2 separate regions of the Sus scrofa genome follow, and region 2 is linked to region 1. Evidence: chromatin contacts called from public HiChIP or PLAC-seq data. All regions are on one chromosome and are shown on one strand. The core of a region is the stretch at or near the end of the contact, and the rest is flanking DNA. Distances in the headings are between cores, read along the strand shown.

The links. HiChIP or PLAC-seq counts read pairs in DNA pulled down with a chosen protein or histone mark.
Region 2: an H3K27ac HiChIP or PLAC-seq map of alveolar macrophages shows a contact between it and region 1. The contact joins two enhancer-like sites. A contact is called at or near these places in 1 of 5 promoter capture datasets (fetal liver), 13 of 47 Hi-C or Micro-C datasets (alveolar macrophages, blood, brain and 7 more) and 2 of 2 datasets of contacts at active chromatin or transcription factors (alveolar macrophages and skeletal muscle).

Annotation. Positions count from the first base shown.
Region 1 is chr14:64,291,294-64,297,018 of Sscrofa11.1, reverse strand. No RefSeq gene overlaps it. Among named protein-coding and RNA genes, the nearest start is that of CDK1, 60 kb to the right of the region's middle. Within about 2 kb of position 2,283, at least 4 of the 83 cell types and tissues checked have an H3K27ac peak or open chromatin away from gene starts, as enhancers often do. A contact at or near this core is called in alveolar macrophages and skeletal muscle, where this site is marked.
Region 2 is chr14:64,419,343-64,425,230 of Sscrofa11.1, reverse strand. All of the region lies in intron 2 of RHOBTB1 (rho-related BTB domain-containing protein 1), which reads left to right. Among named protein-coding and RNA genes, the nearest start is that of RHOBTB1, 43 kb to the left of the region's middle. Within about 2 kb of position 4,495, at least 25 of the 83 cell types and tissues checked have an H3K27ac peak or open chromatin away from gene starts, as enhancers often do. A contact at or near this core is called in alveolar macrophages and skeletal muscle, where this site is marked.

The DNA.
Region 1 (5,725 bases), core at 1,034-3,533:
AGCTACAGCTGCTGGCCTACACCACAGCCACAGCAACGCAGGATCCTTAACCCACTGAGCAAGGCCAGGGATCGAACCCGCAACTGCATGGTTCCTAGTCAGATTTGTTTCCGCTGTGCCACAAAGGGAACTCCATCCCCCAGGAAAATTCTGATGCTCTTTCCTGAAGCAGGGGAATGTGTTCTGGCAGGTCAAAACAGTAGCTGTCCACAATTATCACGGTGGCTTTTATTCTTTCCGTCACTAAATTCATTTATTCTCTTTGACTAAATATATCTTCTACAGAAGATTTTTTTGCTGCCCTCAATTAAAAGGACCCTTGGTTTTTTGCTTTTGCTTTTCTCTCTCTGGAATATCCCGTACCCCGTCTTTATTTGACATAGTCATGCCCATCTTACAAGGCCCAGCCAAGAGCTGTCTTTTTTTTTTTTTAACCTCCAATCTCCCTATCCCAGGGTTTTCAAAATAGGTTCCCTGGAACACCAGCTCCTTGAGGGAGTTTCCATTGTGGCACAGCAGGTTAAGGATCAGTCATTGCTGTAGCTGTGGCATGGGTTTCAGCTGCAGCTCGAATTCAATCCCTGGACCAGGAACTTCCATTTAATGACTTTCAGGTGCAGCCATTAAAAAAGGAGTTCCCTTCGTGCTCAGCAGTTAACAAACCCAACTAGGATCCATGAGGACGAAGGTTCAATCCCTGACCTTGCTCAGTGGGTTACAGATCCAGCATTGCCGTGAGCTGTGATGTAGGTCACAGATTTGTCTTGGATCCAGTATTGCTGTGTCTGTGGTATAGGCCAGCAGCTATAACTCCAATTTGACCCCTAGCCTGGGAACTTCCATATGCCACGAGTGCAGCCCTAAAAAGAAAAAAAAGAAAGAAAGAAAGAAAAAAGAACACTAGCTCCTTGAAATGCTCTGGCAAAAAAAAAAAAAGAAAGAAAGAAAGAAAGAAAGAAAGAAAAAGAAAAAAAAAAGTGTCCTATAGTCAAACATGTTTGGGAGAAGTTGCATGATTTCTTTTTCTCTCTTTTTGATTCATAATGTTAGTACTTTGGGAGCTGAGAAGTTCTGCTCTATAAGAATACTCGTTACTGAGAAGTCACTCTATGCCAAGTTGTTCTAATTGCTGCATGTATTATCTTATTTAACTCTCGCTACTTACTCTACAAACACATTGATTTTACAGATGAAGAAATTTTAGGGTTAAATAATTTGAGCCATTAGTATATCTTTCTCATCTTCTCCAGTAGGTCATAAAACCTTTAAAGGGAACTTTGTCTTAGTCTCCTTACCCACCTAACCTCTCACAGCATCTGACACATGGTAGGTATTCAATAAATATTTGTTGACTGAATACATCTGAAAGCTTTTTAAACTTCCAACTTGTATTTCAATTCCAAAAGGAAAAAGCAAATCCAATAAATTAAATGCTAGAAAATGAAGCCAGGAGCCTTTATACAACTTTTCCAAATCCTTTCATATTTGCTCCACTTCTGCTGTTTACCAAGTGAATAAGGAAATTAAAAAGCAGCTACAAGCTGTTTTAATAGTCAGACTTATATTCAATTTGGAATCAGCACAGAGATATATTATTTCTGAAGGCCCTTCACTGCAAAAGGGCTGGAAAACATACCAAATAAAACTCAATCAATCCTAGTCTGATATTTTCTGCTCTGAAAGAGGAAATACATAACAGCATTATTCATAATGTCCAATAATTCCCATAGCACAGGGACACAAAAAATATTCATTGTGAATGACAATATCTCAATTCAGGTTCTTGTCTTTAAACCTAGCATAAACAAGGAGCACCTTCTGAATATCCTATTTTTAAGAATGACCTGGGTAGAAGGGATGTTAGTTTCAGAGGATTCAAGTTCAAATCATGAGTCATCTTCTCCATTTCAATCACAATTCTGGTATACTTTGTATTGGCTAAAATGAACATGTCTTACTGCAGGGGGGAAGAAAGAATCTAAGCAAATTGGCACACTCACTTTAAAAAATTTTAATCCAACATATTTTGGTTCCAGTGTAAACAAACCTCACCCAATTTCTCACTGTCTTTCAAGATAGCAAAATGGTTTATCTTAAAAACTCCCTCAATCATTGTATGAATATATCACATATCACAAATTCATATTACATTATTTTGATTGCAAGGAGCCAGTCCAAATATTTCACATGGAGAGTTTGAAGAGTGAAAGTCTAGCAACCTGTTGACCAGAACTGCCTGCCCGTTAGGCTCCCAGCTGTGAAACTGAATCCATCCTCCACGTGACCTCCAGAGTGCTTGTCCCTGCCTTGCTTCAAGTCATTCAGGGGCTCTCAAGTATCTTTAGAAGAAAGGACAGACCAAAGAGCCCCTTCAAGGCCTAAATTACTCTTTATTCTTTAGCCTTATTTATCACCACTTTTTCCATATAGAACTGCTTAAAGTGCATATGCCTTTCTATTTTATACATCCATGGTTTGGCTCAAAATGCAAAATATTCTCCCAGTTCTTATCCCTTCTTCCTCCCTCCTCTGACCCTCCCTGCCCCTTCAACCTAAAACTCTAATCCTTCAAAATAATGCATATCCATGCAATTCCACTCCCAGGAAAATACACAAATGAACACATGTCCACACAAAAACTCATACATGAATGTTCACAGCAGGTTTTTTTCTTTTTACAGCTGGACCTGCCTGGCACATGGAAATGCCTGGCTGTATCAGAGCTGCAGATGTGGCTATGCCATAGCCAGAGCAACACCAGATTGGAGCTGCATCTGCAACTGATGTATGCTGCAACTTGCAGCAACGCTGGATCCTTAACCCACTGAGCAAGGTCAGATATCAAACCCACATCCCACGGAGACAATGTTGGGTCCTTACCCTGCTAAGCTACAATAGGAACTCCCGTAGCAGCTTTATGCATTAGAGACAAATAGTGAGAACAACCCAATTGTCCATCAACTGATAAACTAAATGGAATGTATCCATACAACGGAATATTATTTGGTACTAAAAAGGAAAGAGGAGAGTTCCCGTCATGGCTCAGCGGAAATGAATCTGACTAGCATCCACGAGGACACAGGTTCTATCCCCAGCCTTGCTCAGCAGGTTAAGGATCCGTCATTACCATGAGCTGTGATGTAGGTCTCAGACACAGCTTGAATCCCGAGTTGCTGTGGCCGTGACATAGGCCAGCAGCTTCAGCTCTAATTTGACTCCTAGCCCGGGAAACTGCATATGCTGCAGGTCTGCCCTCCGCCCCCCAAAAAAAGACAAAATTAAAAAATAAAATAAAATAAAATAAAAATTTAAAAAATAAAAAGAATGAAGTACTAACACATGCTACAACATGGACGAATCTTGAAAATGTTATGCTAACTGAAAGATACCAGACACAAAGGACCATATATTGTAAGATTCCATTTACATTAAATGGCCTGCATAGGTAATCTACAGAGACAGAAAGTGTATTAGTGGATGCCTAGGAATAGAAGGACTGGGGGAAATGGGAAGTGAGTTACTTGTGATGAGTAATGAAACTATTCTTAAACTGACTGATGCATGTGGTGGTTGCACAACTCTGTGAATACACTAAAAGTCATTGAATGGTGCACTTTAAATGAGTAAATTATATTGTGAATTATCTCTCAATAAAGCTGTTATGAAAACAATGTTCAGGGAAGAGTTTCCTAATGGCCTGGCAGTTAAGGATTCTGCATTGTCACTGCTGTGGCACAGGTTCAATCCCTGGCCCAGGAACTTCTGCATGCCACAGATAGGGCTGGAAAACAAAACAAAACAAAAAAGCCCCCAAAACAAAAAACAGTGCTCAGGGAAATTCTGGCTTTTCCCTAAAAATTTGTAACTCCATTCTCCAATTACTTCTATCTCTAGCACATGAATTTTTAACTGCTAATTTATAACAATTAGTAGCTGTCATTTTGCCAAGGACTTTATATTTTATTTAATATTTCCAATAAACCCAAGAAAAATATTATCATATTACTTTACAATTAGATATATTTTTAAGTGCTTTGTCATTCAACAGGACTGTTTCTCAAAGACAGAAGTTGCATATATGTGGCCCACTATGATTCAGTGGAATTTTTTTGTTTGATTCGAAGTCACAATGTTTTTCAAAAACTTTAAATAAATTGATGACATTTTAAAAATCTGGATATTTTATGCAAAAATCCACTTTGCTAACCTAGCTTACAGAAACTCAGAGGGCCTTATTATAAGATTTGACCAAAGCCTTTGAATCTGGACAGCCCTCCTCAACTTGCCGAAGTCTTTATTCCTACCTACTGTCTCACATTTACCATGCTTTACTAATTAATGCTACCTGCTTAAGGTAGCATAATACAGTTTGTAAGCAGCAAGCACCCCTGAGCAAGGACTGTATCCTATTCATCTTGTGTCCTTATGGTACCTGGACAGTACCTGATAAGTAACATGGACACAGTCCATAACCTTGAATTGTTATCTCTGACATTATAAGTGAGCTGTGTTCTAGAGCATATTTCTTCATTTTACCTGCTAATAAATCTCCAGGGCACAGCCTTGCTTTGGGCTCTGGGTTGAAACCATTCCAACGAAGTTCAAATCCTGGCCTTCCAGGAAAACAAAGGGAGGTAAGATTCCACTTACTCACAAAACCACTAGCAGATGGTACCAAACACTATTAACAGAATGTCAGTGAGGTGTGCAGATTACAGAGCTGGATTTCCCTGTTACTATTCCAAGAAAAGATTCAAGTTTAGTAAGCTTTAGACAAAATATACGCATATTTACAGTAAAACCTCACTAATTTTGATTAGCCAATGTAAGCTGGAATGGTCCAGCCTGAAACTGACCTATGAATTTTCTATGAGGGTATATTTTGCCAAGCAAACTAACAGCATAAACAGAACTTGGAGGAGTTTGTTTAACCTACTTAGAAGGAAAGAAAAAAAAGTAAGGGTTTTATTGACTCTATTATTGCTTATATGCAAATTATACTGATTAAAATGAACTTTCAATTACTTAAATACTTCCAGTAAGACCCCTTGAAGCATTTTATTGGCACTTGGTACTGACTTCAGTGACAATATACTGAGCTCTGAGTCAATCTTTCACTAGTTCACTGGTAGTGCGGAAAATTAGCCAAATTCCTACTATATAGCACAGGCAACTATATCTAATCTTTTTGGATAGACCATGATAGAAGACAATATGAGAAAAAGAATGTGTGTGTGTATATATATATGTGTGTGTATACATATATACATACATATATATGACTCGGTCACTTTGCTGCACAGCAGAAATTGGCACAACATTGCAATCAACTATACTTTAATTTTTTAAATTAAAAAAATACTTTTTAACATAAAAAAGAAAATTACCCAAATTATGTGTGTATAATATATGTAATATAAAACACATGTGTATATATGTATATGTATAATATATGTAATATAAAATTAAAATGAAATATATACACAGTTATGTTAATCACATACATATGCTAAAGTACAATTAATCATGTACATACTGTAATACATGTAAATACATGTAAATGTATTACAGTATGCTAAATCTTTAATCTACTAATAATGTAATAATGTTTTTAGATAAGTATATCTTTTTAATTTTAAAATGTTCATACTCATAGAAAATTAGAAGAAAAAATATTGAATTTTTCATAATCCCAACCAGAGACTAACATATAACATTTTAGTAT
Region 2 (5,888 bases), core at 3,246-5,745, 130 kb before region 1:
ATGTGATACTATAATATTAATTATCTTTTCCATTGAATGGTAAGTTTCTTTTAAAACTAGAACTCCGAAGACAGTGTCTTTTTATTACTCATTAAATGTTACTACATTTATTGTTGTACAACAATCATCACAACCCAATTTTATAGCATTTCCATCCCAAACCCCAAGTCTACCCACCCACCCCCAACCTGTCTCATCTAGAAACCTTAAGCTTTTCAAAGTCTGTGAGTGAGTATCTGTTCTGCAAAGAAGTTCATTGTGTCCTTTTTTTAGATTCCACATGTAAGTGATAGCATTATGATGTTGGTTTCTCACTGTCCAACTTCACTTAGCATGATAATTTAGGTCAATCCATGTTGCTGCAAATGCCATTATTTCTTTCCTTTTAATGGCTAAGTAATACTCCATTGTGTATATGTACCACAGCTTCTTGATCCACTCGTCTCCTGATGGACATTTAGGTTGTTTCCATGTCTTGGCTATTGTACAGAGTGCTACAATGAACATTGGAGTACATGTATCTTTTCAAGTCATGGTGTTCTCTGGATTGATGCCCAGGAGTGGGATTGCTGGATCAAATGGTAATTCTATTTTTAGTTTTCTGAGGAATCTCCATGTGGTTTTCCACAGCGGTCACACCAATTTACATTCCCACCAACAGTGTAATAGGGCTCCCTTTTCTCCACACCCTCTCCAGCACTTACTATTTGTAGGCTTTTTTTCATGATGGCCATTCTGGCTGGTGTAAGGTGGTACCTCATATAGTGGTTTTGATTTTAATTTTTCTAATAACTACTGATGTTGAACATCTTTTCATGTGTTTTTTGGCCATCTGTCTGTCTTCTGTGGAGAATTGTCTGTTTGGATCTTCTGCCCATTTTTTGATGGGGTTGTTTGGTTTTTTGGTATTGCGATGCAGAAGGTGTTTATAAATTTTGGAGATCAATCCCTTGTCAGGTGCTTCATTTGCAAAGATTTTCTCCCATTCTGTGGGTTGTCTTTTCATTTTGTTTAGGGTTCCTTCACTGTGCAGAAACTTTTAAGTTTAATTAAGTCCCATTTGTGTATTTTTGTCTTTACTATCATAACTTTAGGAGGTGGATCTGAGAAGATGTTGCTGTGGTTTATGTCAGGGAGTGTTTGGCCTATTTTCCTCTAAGAGTTTTATACTATCTGGTCTTATATTTAGACCTTTAATCCATTTTGAGTTTATTTTTGTGTACGGTGTTAGGGAGTGTTCTAATTTCATTCTTTTACATGTAACTGTCCAGTTTTCCCAGCACCACTTATTGAAGGGGCTGTCTTTTCTCCATTGTATATTCTTGCCTCCTTTGTCATAGATTAGTTGACTGTAGGTGCATGGGAATTCTGGGCATTCTACCCTGTTCCACTGATCTATATTTCTGTCTTTGTGCCAGTACCATGCGGTTTTTGATGACCATAGTTTTGTAGTATAGTCTGAAGTCAGGGAGCTTGATTCCTCCAGCTCTATTTTTCTTTCTCAGGATATTTTTGGCTATTCTGGGTCTTTTGTGCTTCCAAACAAACTTTAAAATATTTTGTTCTAGTTCTGTGGGAAATGTCCTTGGTACTTTGATAGGGAGTGCACTGAAACTGTAGATTGTCTTGGGTGGTAATGTCATTTTGATAATATTGACTCTTCCAACACAAGAGCATGGTGTGTCTTTCCATCTGTTTGTGTCATCTTTGATTTCTTTTATCAGCATCTTATAGTTTTCAGAGTACAAGTCTTTTGTCTCTTTAGGTAGGTTTAATCCTAAGTATTTTATTCTTTTTGATATAATGGTAAATGGGATTGTTTCCCTAATTCCCCTTTTTGATCTTTCATTGTTAGTACATAGAAATGCAGTCAATTTCTTGTATTAATTTTGTACCCTGGAACTTTGCCAAAATTCATGGATGAGCTCTAACAGTTTTCTGGTACAGTCTTGAGGATTCTCTAGGTATAGTATCATGCCATCTGCAAACAGTGATAGTTTTAATTCTTCCTTTCCAATTTGGGTTCCTTTTATTTCTTTTACTTCTCTGATTGCCATGGCTAGGACTTGCAAAACTATGTTGAATCGTAGTGGTGAGAGTGCACATCCTTGGCTTGTTCCTGATCTCAGTAGGAATTCTTTCAGCTTTTCACCATTGAGAATGATGTTCGCTCTGGGTTTGTCATAGATGGCCTTTATTATGTTGAGGTAGGTTCCCTCTATGTCCACTTTCTGAAGGGTTTTTATCAGAAATGGGTGTTGGGTTTTGTCAAAGGGTTTTTCTGCATCTATTGAGAGGATCATATGGTTTTTATACTTCAGTGTGTTAATGTGGTGTATCACACCGATTGATTTGTGGGTACTCAAGAATCCTTGCATCCCTGGGATAAATCTCACTTGATCATGATGTACAGTCCTTTTAGTGTATTGTTGGATTTGGTTTGCTAGTATTTTGTTGAGGATTTTTGCATCGATGTTCATCAGTGAAATTGGCCTGTAGTTTTCTTTTTTTGTGGTGTCTTTGTCTGGTTTTGGTACCAGGGTGATGGTGGCCTCATAGAATGAGTTTGCGAGTGTCCCTTCCTCTGCAATTTTTCGGAATAGGTTCAGAAGAGTAGGTGCTAGCTCTTCTCTAAATGTTTGATCGAATTCTCCTCTGAAGCCATCTGGTCCTGGACTTTTGTTTGTTGGAAGTTTTTTAATCCCAGTTGTAATTTCAATACTTGTGATTGGTCTGTTCATCTTTTCTATTTCATCTTGGTTCAGTCTTGGAAGATTGTACCTTTCTAAGAATTTGTCCGTTTCATCTAGGTTTTCGGTTTTATTGGCATATAGTTGCAGGTAACAGTCTCTTACGATCCTTTGTATTTCTGTAATGTCTTCTGTACTGTCTCCTTTTTCATTTCTAATTTTATTGCTTTGAGTCCTCTCTTTTTCTTGATATGTTTGGCTAAGGTTTATCAATTTTGTTGATCTTTTCAAAAGAACCAGCTTTTCACTGCATTGATCTTTTCTATGGTTTTCTTCCTTTCTATTTCATTGATTTCTACTCTGATCTTTTTGATTTCTTTCCTTCTGCCAACTTTAGGTCTTGTCTGTTCTTCTCTCTCGAGCTGCTTTAGATGTAAAGTTAGGTTGTTTACTTGAGCTTTTTCTTGTTTCCTGAGGTGGGCTTGTATTGCTATAATCTTCCCTCTTAGAAGTGCTTTTGCTGCATCCCATAGGTTTTGGAGTGTTGTATCTTTGTTGTCATTTGCTTCTAGGTATTTTTTAATTTCCTCTTTGATTTCTTTAGTGATCCATTGGTTGTTTAGTAGCATGTTGTTTAGTCTCCACGTGTTTGTGGTTTTTGCAGTTTTTTTCTTGTTGTTTATTTCCAGTTGTACAGTGTTGTGGTCAGAAAAGATGCTTGATATGATTTCAATTTTCTTTAAGTTACCGAGGCTTGATTTGTAGCCTAGGATATGAACAATTTTAGAGAATGTTCCGTGTGCACTTGAGAATAATGTGTATTCTGCTGCTTTTGGATGGAGTGTCCTATAAATATCTATTTAGTCCATCTGGTCTAATGCTTCATTTAGGGCCTGTGTTTCCTTATTGATTTTCTGTCTGGATGATCTGTCCATTGCTGTAGGTGGGGTATTAAAGTCCCCCGCTATTATCGTATTTTTTCTAAAGATAGTATCTTTTGAGTAATTTAATATTCAACAAATGTTAAATGGATGAACAAATAGAATTTTTATAAGTAAGTTTATGTAACATCACCCTAAAGTCATGAAGTTTTCTCCTCAGGCAGAATATTTATTTCCAAATGCTTCATTTTAGTATTAATTATTTAAATTCTCCTGTAAGATTTAGAAAGGAAATCAATTTCTGCCTATGAAGTAGGATTATAAAAGATATTATCCCTAATTTTTCAAGTTTTACATAAAGAAGGTTGAATGATTTGATGATATTATGTCACATCTCCGATGTAAAAATCACGAGCTGATTTTTGCTCTTCCCTTAAAATTAGTGAAGCTTCCTTTGCCTAGAAATAAGTAACAGTTTGGCAATTTTGGAAATTTTTGCCTATTTTTTTCTGTACAAACTGAATTCATAAAGAAAGATTGAAGGAGCTGGGGTTTCTGGTTTCTGGTGCATTAAAAGCTACAAGTATAAACAGTGACTAACACATTAGTCATAGTAAGCAGCTGTTCCCTCACAGGACAAGAAATAACATGTTTAAAATTTTGCAAGAAAGTTAGGATAGACAAAATAAAGAAACTTTTATCTCCTGAGAGTGAATCTAAATTAAGTGACCCTAGAATAATATGCAATGTAAAGACAGTTTAGGATAATACAGCTATCCTTGAAGTAATTTTAATTTTTCATTAAGCCTTTCTTAATAAATTTAGACAAACAAGATGATTTTCCAAGGTCTTAAATTTCTAGGAGAAGCTTGAGAGACTGTGCTTATTTTCCATGTGTCCTCTAGAGGGCAGCGGTAGCCCAAAACACCGGAAAGGATTCCCTGTTAATCTCTCCCTCTCTGTTGACAACCTTTACTCAGGTCCCTTTACCACCTCGCACAGGTCCGCCTTCTGTGAAGGAGCTGCCAGTGATATGTCTGTTTCTGCGTACCCAACTAGCAAAATCATTAGACATTAGAAAAGAACACTGCATGAAGTATATTTTCACAGAGAGTGAAAGTAAAAAACAGGATATGAAGACTGTTTTATGTTTGGGCATGTCACTTCACACACACCAACCCATCCTTGTTGGTCCTTTTTATGCATGTTTCATGCATTTTGGAATAAAGGGTGCCAATGAGACAGTTGGGGGACAAAATAAGATGGGTCAAGGCAAAGAAATCAATGTTTCCTCCTCTAGTGGTTTTGCGACAATCCATAGTATTACTGCATGTCTACGTGTTCATTCATTCATTCACTTAGGAGTTACCTACATTCTACATTTGGTAACATGTCGAACAAAGAATCTATTGCGGGAAGCTTATGATTAAGCAAGCGATGCTAAATCACATCATCCAGAGAAGGATGACACAGGAATGAACCCAACTAGTAGCAATGTGCCATTAAAAAAATATCTGCTCCTTTGATCCATGTTTTGAATTTTTTTTTAACGAGGCCCATGGGTCTGAAATCCTTGCCTGGTCTAAGAGAACACATAATTCTCTATTTAAAAGGTGATGACGAACCATGGGAAGCTTCGTAAAGATGAGGGGAGAGCCTGAGTGTGCGCTTTTCTAATGCTGAGGTTTTCTTTTTCAGTTAATGTTGCTTGTTTAAATATTTTATTCTGCTCATAGACATTTTTTTGCGAAGGGTGCAAATTTCAAAAGAGCCTATTTGCAAGGCTACCCTAAAAGCTTCTTCTCATGCTTGTGAATTTATCTTCTGGGATTTGTTTTTTGGTTTTTTTTTTTTTGTATTGTATTCAGATTATTTGCTGATTCAATTTCTTCATTCACTTTTGTCTCATGAAATTGGGAGCAAGATGCAAACATTAAGTCTGGGAAGCAAAAGACTAACAGTGTCAGAATTATACTTCAGACACTATTTGCTGAGCCATTTGGGTTTTCTGTACGGAACAGAAGGTAACAAAAACGGTCTACCTGTGCACCAGTGAGTGGGTCTGAGAACATTCTTGCCATAACTTTGGGTCAAACCAAATGATGTGGTTTATATGACTGCTTGTTTATGCAGCCAGCTTTGGCTGGAAATTAACACATATTTGCAATACTTCTGGGGGACTTCTGCCATCACATCTGCAGCCATGGGCTGCTCTATGGTCAAGGCTTCACTGAAACATCAGAAAATGGACTTTCAGTCCTAACAATGTGGCTGGTAATCATTTATGATGCTCTAACTCTAGATTAGGAATGACACA